Regions from separate parts of the Rattus norvegicus genome. Here region 1 is linked to region 2. Evidence: chromatin contacts called from public Hi-C data. All regions are on one chromosome and are shown on one strand. The core of a region is the stretch at or near the end of the contact, and the rest is flanking DNA. Distances in the headings are between cores, read along the strand shown. Region 1 holds the start of Capn7 (calpain 7). Region 2 overlaps Dnah1 (dynein, axonemal, heavy chain 1).

The links. A called contact is a pair of places that touch in the nucleus more often than the background predicts.
Region 1: a Hi-C map of the A7r5 cell line shows a contact between it and region 2, with 3 times the contacts expected there. The contact joins the promoter of Capn7 here to the enhancer-like site in region 2. A contact is called at or near these places in 4 of 12 Hi-C or Micro-C datasets (the A7r5 cell line, the Rat2 cell line, Schwann cells and 1 more).

Annotation. Positions count from the first base shown.
Region 1 is chr16:6,549,809-6,554,752 of GRCr8, forward strand. Capn7 (calpain 7) reads left to right here and starts at 2,335. Exons shown (of 21, transcript NM_001030037.1): 1 at 2,335-2,589. The coding sequence starts at 2,488.
Region 2 is chr16:6,471,182-6,475,756 of GRCr8, forward strand. It overlaps Dnah1 (dynein, axonemal, heavy chain 1), which reads right to left. Exons shown (of 78, transcript NM_001033655.2): 52 at 4,368-4,539; 53 at 3,544-3,735; 54 at 3,094-3,204; 55 at 2,120-2,305; 56 at 1,664-1,855; 57 at 730-897; 58 at 460-651; 59 at 151-282. Among named protein-coding and RNA genes, the nearest start is that of Bap1, 20 kb to the left of the region's middle. Within about 2 kb of position 3,125, at least 4 of the 93 cell types and tissues checked have an H3K27ac peak or open chromatin away from gene starts, as enhancers often do. A contact at or near this core is called in the A7r5 cell line, where this site is marked.

The DNA of each region.
Region 1 (4,944 bases), core at 1,085-3,584, 78 kb after region 2:
TGAATCCCATCTTTGCTGTTAAGACATATTTCATTGTGTAGATACTTCATGATTTGTTTATCCATGCACTTGTTTGTGGATATTTTAATTATTTTTAGTTTTTAGTCAGCAAGAATAAAGCTGCAGACATTTGTTGGCATGATTTTACCTTTCAAAAATATATTTTAAGGCATTATCTCATACACCATGGATAGGTATACTTATTAATTACAAGATAAATTTAAATATAAAGCTCCTATGAACATTGATGGCCTTTTTTGTGGAAAAACACTTTTTAAAAAATTGTTATGTTGGGCTGGAGAGATGACTCAGTAGTTAAGAGCGCAGACTGCTCTTCCAGAGGTCCTGAGTTCAATTCCCCGCAACCACATGGTGGCTCATAACCATCTATAATGGGATCTGGTGTGTCTGAAGACAGCTACAGTGTACTCCTATACAGAAAATAAATAAATTAAAAAATTGTTATGTTGAGATTTATATATGTGTATCAACATTTTGCTGAAATGTAGTCTGGTGTGTGACTGGTGTATCTTCGTGGAGATTAGAAGAGCCATTGAAACTGAAACTACAGAGGTTGTGAGCCACTAGGTGGGTGCTGGGAATCCCTCCCTGGTCCTGTGCAGGAATAAATGCTCTTAACCACTGAGCCACCTTTTTAAACCTAGAGAAAAAGTACTTTCCCTTAAAAGTACTTCCTACCTTCTAGGTAGATTCATGAACATACTTATTAAGCTTCATGAAACCTGGGAAATTGGTAGGTAAGGATCAGGCGTGTATGAATATAAACAAATGTTTCTCAACTGGTGAACAAAGAAACAAATGCGTAACTACTCATCTGCAAAACGATTTGTCTAAGTCTCATGATTCATTTGTGATGGGCCCATCTAAGACTAAACACTAAGAGCTCCTTTAGGGGATGATGGCATAGAACAAAAAGCCTTTTGGGGGCTTGATGTGAAGAAAATCCTATTGCTAGGGCTTAAGATTGTAAGAATGGAGGAAGGGGATGGCAGACAGTCATAGCTGGCACAAGCAAGGTGGCTGGTCTAGACACACATGACGTACAGGGAAGCTGACCACAGCCTCTTTAGCTGTACACTGACCAGTTTCAGTAGTAGCATCCACACCATTGTGACCTTGATAATGAATATTCTGAAACACCAGCATTAGCATCACCAAGGAGTCTTTCTAGAGCTTAAACACAGCTGAAACCGCTCTAGACTGAATCACAATCAACTCCTTTTTTGTCTGAGACAGAGTTTCTCTGTGTAGCCATGTTATCCTGTAATGAGCTCTGAAGACCAGGTTGGCCTCGAACTGAGAGATTTGCTTCTTCTGCCAAATGGTGCAGGCGAGCACCATAGTCAGGCTCACAATGAACTCTTAGCAAGATCTCCAGCTGATTTGTGTTGATGTTTGCATGGGGAAGCACTGCACTATAACAGACATATGCTTCCTGGGGTTGTTCAGGGGTTTTGCTGTGTAGATGGCACTGGCTGAATTCTCTTACCACAGCCTCCAGACTGCTGGCTTACAGGGATGTGTCAGCATATGCTGTGTTAATGTTTCTTTTGTGTGGAATCATACAGTGTATACTTTTGTCAAGACTTGCTACTTTGACACAGCATGGATTTTGAATCTCATCCAAATTCTGGTACTTCCCATCAGTTCATTTTCATCACTGCTGAATTCAAACGTTTAAGTGGATAAAAGAAAGCAACCAAACTGTCATTTATTATGTAATTACAACGTTCAACCTGCCCTAAGATACAAGTAAAAACACATCATCTGGTTTGTAGACAATTCAAACAATACCACACTTCAGGGTGCCATGGGGGTCCGTAGAAGGTCATGCTTTATTTAGTTTGTCAACTGAACATTACCAGAGCATCTCAAAAGCACCTCCTAGCCTCACTTCATATCTTTATTTTTAATTAAACTAGTTGGCGACGGGAGGTGCGTGATTGTTTCTTCCCGCCTATCCTTTTCACTTAGTGGACGAAGTACTCCATGACGCGCATGCTCCTTTCAAGCCATACCCTGATCCTCTCCAACAACCTCCTGGGCACTGGCACCTCCTTTCTAGCAGGCGGAAGCGAAAGCCCTCGGCTTCGACCTGGCACCTGCTTCCCCTCGTCCAATCCCACCGGACACTGTTCTGGCCCCGCCTACCTGCGGTCGCCTTGAGCCCCGCCCGCTCCGGAGGGAGCCCCCGCTGGGGTCGACTGCGCCTGCGCAGTGCGGCTGGTGGGCGGAGCGAGAACGCGAGAGGGGCGGCCGCCAGGGCTCCGAGCCCGGGCTGCTCAGAGCAAGCAGTCCTCCGGGCGGGTCTGAGGTAGTGGAGGCTCCATCTTCTCCTCCTCCGCCCTCAAAAGTAAACTTTGCCACTCTGCTCGCGGGGTCCTCAGTTCTCCTCGCAGTGCCTCCGGGCGGCGGGGGCCGGCGTCAGGGCCTGTCTGCCTCCCCGGGCGTGGGGCCTTGGGCGCCATGGACGCGTCGGCGCTGGAGCGGGACGCCGTGCAGTTCGCGCGGCTGGCAGTGCAGCGCGACCACGAAGGCCGCTACTCTGAGGCGGTGTTTTACTACAAGGTAAGGACCGGCACCGGTCTCGGGCCGCGTCACCGGATCAAGTGCTGGCGGAACCCGAGGCGGAGGGGCGAGGTCCTGCTCGGGTCGGCCGAGTCCAGCTTGTCAGGCCGCAGATGCCCGCCGCTCTGCTGCCTGTGGCTGCCAGAGGTGGGATGGGGAGTGAGTGGCCTGTTCGCTGTTTGCTGGCCTTGATGTGTGACCAACCGTGGGTGATCTGTCAGAATATGCCAATAGTGCGTGTTCGAGGTAGAAAAGAAAAAGTAAATTAGAAAAGAAATTCATCTTACTTTAGCATCCGATGTATGTATCCATGATTGTTTTTCTGAACGTATGTGTGTATACGCGGCTTTTAAATCCCAAAACCTCAATCATATCGCACTATTTTGACCCCTCACTTCTGCATTGTACCTAGATAACATCTGGTTGCTTGCATGCGCTACATTTACAACATGTTCTGTATTTGGTTGTGGCTTTCCAACATTGTAGTGGGGGCAGTTAATATCCTTAGGTCTTAAAAAACAAAACCTTTGTGATAACTTCTTTTGGATGATTGACTGGGAGCACAGTTGCTAAATCAAAGGGTATGCACTTTGGCCGTTCATCCTGTGCTCCCCAGTCCTGAAGGTTTGCAAACACACCCCTCCAGTTGTATCTTCATTATGTGGGCATCTTTTCCTTGATTATACAGAAGTAGTACATTTTTCCCTATGCTATCTGTAAAGAGTGGTTTGCTTTCCGCGAATATTTACTATTTTAAAACCTACCGTACATTTAGACACTTTGGTTTGTTTTAGGATCATTCCTTTTAAGTTTCCTAATTTTGATTTTACAATCCTACCTCCCTACCACACCCGTGCGCGTGTATCTGTGTGTGTGTCTGTGTGTGTCTGTCTGTCTCCTTGTCTCCCTCTCTCTCAGTGATCGTGATCTTGCTGTAGTGGAAGCTGTTTTTAAATTTATCTTCCCTTTGCCTTAGCCCTCCCAGTGCTGAGATTTACAGGAGTGTGCCACCATGCCTGACTACCAGGTGATAGTTCTTTAAAAGAAAATTCTGTTGTAGTTTTGTGACACAAAGTCAGCAAATACTGTCAAAATACTACCATATAGCCTAGTGTGGTGGCACCTGCTTATTTGCTTGTAGTCCCAGCTTTCAGTACAGTGAGGTAGGAAGAGGATCACTGAGTTCAGGCTGATTTGAGGTACATTGTACGACTTTGTCTCTAAAAAGTAATAAATAACTTTTTCTAAAATAAAAAAAAACACTATGCAACTTTTTTTTCCTTTAAGAAGTTGTCATTTAGGTATTAAAATTCATCTTTAAGGAAATTTTTTAAAAAGTGAGGAGGACATCATCTTCAGCACTGTGTAAAACCAGAAGTCAGGGGGACCAGCCAGTTTAGGACGTCTGAGACCCTGTTAGGAGGAGGAGATGAGAGAGTGAGGGGGCAGGGAGGAGGGGGTGAAGCTGGCTTGGTCTACTTTCCAATTTCCAAGCCAGCCAGGGTTACATACTGAAACCCTGTCTTTAATTTTTTCTTTTAAAAAGGGAGAGTAAAAAAGTAGGTGTATTTTTGCTCCTGATTCTGTTTTCACTTTTGAATATAAATAAAACAAGTAAAATAAAGTTGGTAACTATTTGACTTTTTTAAAAAAGTGAGGTGATTATTTGAAAATCAGTACTTATGTGTGAGGGGTAAAGTATACTCTGAACTAATATTTAATTTATGTGTAAGAGGTTCATTATAATGTATTTTTGGTATATGTAAGATTAGGTATTTATTGTTTGTGTGGAAAATTTTTTTTCTCCCTTGAAATATCTGCTTTATTGACCCCGAAGAAGTCATCTTTTCTACTCCAGCTGGCTGTTATGGTTGAATTTCTCATGGGGTCTAAACTGCATTTACTGATTTTATAGGACTCAGTTAAACAACTTCTGTTCAAAAACTGGCCTACAAAATGACGCTCAGTGGTAGCTGCTTTGGAAACAGCATGAGGCCTGTGAGGTGTAGCACACATTCAGCTCCTGCAGAGAGGGGCTGTCACTTGCAGAAATCTGTCTGCTCTCATTAGGTGGGTAGTAGCATTGCTAACCTTAGAACAGTAGTGGGGAAATGGAAACTCTTGGGCCAGTCAGGTCGTCTTAATTCAGTTTGTCTCATAAAACTGAAATCTACTTTGGTATGTTCTACCCTAATATTTTAATTCTAATTTGAGACTTTTTACCTTTACATTTTCTTCTGATTTTTTTTAAATTGATATTTTGTTTTGTTTAATGATTTGGTTCTCGTGGTCCTGGATATTGAAACCAGGGTCTTGTACATGCTAGACAACCGCTGTGCCAGAGCAAAGCCCCAG
Region 2 (4,575 bases), core at 1,875-4,374:
CAGCTGTGTACCTGCTTGGTACCTATATGCTACAATGAGGGAAGGAAGAAGAGCTGCCCCACAGGTTGTCCTCACAGAGGTAAGGCCTCAAGGGGAGGGGGCTCTCTTTGTGGGATAAAGCTGGTTAGGATACAGTAGGGGATTCTTTACCGTGAAGGGCCCCAGGTAGGCCACAAAGCCAGCAGCCACCAGCACATCGCCAAAAATGTTGTCAAGCATATTCTCCAGATTCTCCACAGTGTCCTGCCAGCGAACCTTTTCGTCTGCTAGCCCGTTGATGAGCTGTAGAAGCAGCCTTGTGGGATGGGCTCCGGGAGGCTGGCCTGGGGACTGGGACTATCTCCGCCCACGGTGACCCCACCCACAGGTTGCTATAAAGGGGGTGGGGAGAGCCAACCCATAGTTGTCTTCCCGGCGGGCCTGCCAGTGGTCTCTGTGGTCTCCCACGGGGTGGCGAACCTTGTCGGCCCGGCCTAGGCGCTGCTCACACTGCTCACACTTCATCTCCAGCTCCTCCTTCTTGGTCACGCACTCTCGATACTTGGCCTGCAGCGTGGAGATGCCATCTTCCACTTCGCGCAGGTGGTGCTTTGCCTCCTCTAGTATCCTCTGGGTGACTTCCAGGTCGTCCTGGGCTTCTCGCAAGGCTTGCTGCAGACAGAAAGGTGCAGATCATAGCCAGTCCCTGGGAAGGCGAGCCAGCCCCCACCAGCGCCGTACAGTCCTCACCCGTTTGGGCTCCACAGCCTTGGCTACAAAGTGGTACTTGTGCATGGCGCGCACCCACTGGCAGATGGACGTGCAGGCCTTGGACACCTTGGCAATGGCGGCCGGTTGGAACTCCTCGTTGTCGATGTATGGCTGGATGGCTTTGATAACTGCTTCCCCAATGTTGTCCTGAGGCAGAGACCACTCATCTCAGGACACTGCTTCCAAAGAGGGACAACTAAGATCCCCTCTCCCCATATCTCAGGGGCTGGAGAGCCTCTCACACTCATGCTCTGCCCCACCTGAACCAACCACTGTTGGTGATGGGCCTGGGAACCTATACTGTACTTTCAGAGGCCAGGGCTAAGTCATGCCCTGGAGAACAGAGCTCAGGCTGTGAGCCATCCTGGACTGGGTGCCTCTCTACGAAGGGTGTCTCTGGCCCTGCCCATGTAGGCCAGGCAAGTGGTATTCAGTGACTTTCTGGACTGGAGAGAGGCTCCCTGAAGGTTCTGGCCTCCTGGCTGACCTAACCATGGCACAGTCCAAGAGAACAGAGAGATACCCAGGGACTGAAAATCTCAACTGGATCCATGTACAGAGAACAGAGAGGCAGCGGAGGAAGCCGGTAAACCTCTTGGCTAGGATAAGAAGAATCTCCAAGTTGCAGAGCCTTGGAGTGACTGTGAGTGACATCATATAGGCACAGGGACCTGCCCTGGCAACAACTTCTGGTGGGGAAGGGGATGTCTCATCCCACATGACAGCTCCTCAGGTAGACTCTATGTCCAATGGCCCCAGACAGCTCTATGTCCCCCAGGGGCATGTGTGCTGCAACTGCTGGTGACGACAGAACAGAGCATAGCTCCTGCAGATAGGTGATGGGTACTTTGCCAGCTCCTACCCTTTTGCCGTGTCCTGACCACTGGCTGACCCATGTGCCTAGTGTGGTTACCTTGTCAAACTTGAAGAGGCTTTCAAGGAAGCGGCCTGGGTCTTGCAGCAGCCCCTTGCCGGGCTCCCAGTAGTCATCCACTTTGGAGCCTGGTTTCTCTCCGGGTACCTTCTTGGGCTTGATGCCCTTCATGATGCACACGGCCTCTATGACCAGCTTCACTCCCGGGGGTGGGCGCTGCATGGCACGCACCTATGGGTCATGCCAAGAGGTATAGAAGGGGAAGGTCCTACCAGCTCGGGCAAGGTGGGGCCCTGCCAACCAAGTCTTTACTGCCACAAGACCTAGGGTCCCAGGAAAGTGGGACAGACAGTGAGGATCTGGCCCTCGTTCTGCTGTCCCCTGTTGGTACACAGTCACCAAAGGATGTGCACAAGGTGGGCCTGGGGACACCATTAGGACCTGAGAGGACACAGAGAGGGACGCAGAGAGTGCGAGGTGACGCCCTCTACTCACCTCTGTCACATCATTCTTGTTGAGGTTTCGAAGGCTGGCCAGGGCTGCGTCCAGGGCCGGCAGGGCCTCATCCAGATCCTTCTGGGCGTCATCAGCAATAGCTTGGGCCTTGCTGGCCTTCTCGTTGGCCTTGATCTCCTCTGCCTGCACTGATTTCCGGGTCTCTTCAGCTATGGCTGTGTCCACCTGCAGTTGGGAGACAGGGCATCCAGTTAGTGGCCAGTGGCAAGGGCAGGAATACCAACCCCTCCCCACTTCTGAGGATGGGGATGTCCACCCTTTCCAAGGGCTTCTTTTTCTTTTCTTTTCTTTTCTTTTTTTTGGAGCTGGGGACCGAACCCAGGGCCTTGCGCTTGCTAGGCAAGCGCTCTACCACTGAGCTAAATCCCCAACCCCCTAAGGGCTTCTTAGTTGCAATAGGTTGCAGAGACCTGGGAAGTCTAGGAGCTTCTCCCACACATCTCCAAGGCCCACCACGGGCCTTAGGGGTTTCCAGGTTTGGGCAATCCAGTCCTACAGGCCCACATTGCCGTCTGTGCACAATGCCGAAGTGTACCTCCCCTTTCTTCAGGGAACGTTTTGTAATACTGACTCTGCAGGACCAAGCCTTGAATCCTGGCAGAAAGCTGTCATGCTAATGGTGGTCTGTGCTGGGAGGACCGAGCCCTCCATGTAAACCCTGATTCTGTGTGGCATCTGCATGTCTGTGTATGCCAGTTCTGCCGCTCAGTCTGAGCTGTGACATCATCAGTTCCCGGCCTCTTTGGATTCATCAGCCTTGCCCTTCATAAATGCCCAGCCAAAGGGGTGCCTGGCCTAACGTGGGGATAGTCCTGCCTAAGTATCTGCCAGGTAAACGAGAAACCGGTGAGGTGTGAAAGCCAGGGGCTCGCCCTTTGATGTTTGAGGTGTTGAGCATCCTCACACAGGACCAGAGAGGGAGCTGGGCTTAAGAGCTCTCGTGAGCACCCGACCTTGATCTGGTCCATAGTGAGCAAGGTGTCCTTGGCAGCTTCTTCCAGCAGGGGGCGCATAATCTCCAGCTCCTCCTGCATCTTGGCCACATCCTCCGAGGTGCGCAGAAGCTGAGTTTGGGAGCAGAGAAAACAAAACACGAAACGGTTGTTACAGGAACTAGAGAGGCGCCAGGCCTCAGGGTTCTGAGGAGAGGGTTCTGCTGAATCACCTCCACTCGGGTGCCCCTGGTTGCTCAGTGGTTTCTAGAGGAGGGGGCCTCCCTCCCTGAGAAGTTGGGGGTACCTGTTTGACTTTGCCCTTCACTGATAAGTTCTATTTTTTTTTCACTGAGAAGGAAGTCACCCTTTGCAGCGCCTCAAGGCTGGGGTGCCATGGCATCAAAGACTGCTGAAGCCCAGCACGGGTAGCTAGGCTAGCCACTGCCTTCCGGCCTTCCTCGGGCCTACCTTGTCAAGGCCACTCTTCATTCGGTGTTTGGCCGTCTTCAGTTCCATTTTCTTCTGTCCAATGAGGATGGAGAAAATATTGAGCAGCTCCAAATAGCTCTTGGGGGTCACGTAGTTGTGGCGGGCCAGCTCTGCCAGGTACTCGACACATTTCTTGGCCACGGACTGGTGGATATACACGCAAACGTGAATCTGTGAAGGCAGAGATCATGGACGCTTGCTGTGCTTCAGCAAAGACCAGGTACCAGGTACCCACAAGGCCACTGTGCCCTGGTCCCGAGGAAAGGGTCACAGCGCAACTGTACCTCAGATAAATGGTTTCCTAAGATCCTCATGACCTCCGGGCCTAGGTAACCTTTAATGTGGATGAAAAGCCCAAGGCCCATACTAGTCAAGAACAGACCTGGCCTTGACGATGGACCCAGGTGTCGTCCAGCCGTGGCCCTTGACTCAGCCCCATGAGCCGCCTCCCTCTGGAAGGCCTAAGATGGTGTCCCATCAGAGAGGCTGGGTCTAAGACAGGGAAACACTGGCTTCATCTTAGCTCTTGAACCTCAGAGGGCCAGCTTTCTAAGACTGAACTGACAAATCTGCCTGATCCTATCTGTAGTCTCTAAGGGGTGCTAGCTGTCTGTAGAACACTCCAGGTCACCATGTTACCTACGGCCTCGTTTCACACATTGTAGAACTGAGGCGTAACCAGGCAGCACCATCTCACCAACACTTTGCTGGCCGTGGTCGGCCTCAGTGACCCCGAGCCTCTATTAAGTGAGACATTTCTCCCCCCTGACCCCCAAGAGACTGCATCTCACCACGGTACCCACCAGTCCTTCAATTACTTCACTCGAACATTCCAGTTCTGGGATCTCATGCAGGAACCTGGTGGCCACAGATTGCAGGGCCTCTGCGGGCCACTCGTTAAACCAGTCAATGGTGCAGCAGTTGACAAGTGAGGGGAACTGCCTCAGGCGAGCACGGAAGACCTCTCCAATGGGACTGAGGGAGAAGGATCCCCATGAGGCCCAGCAACGC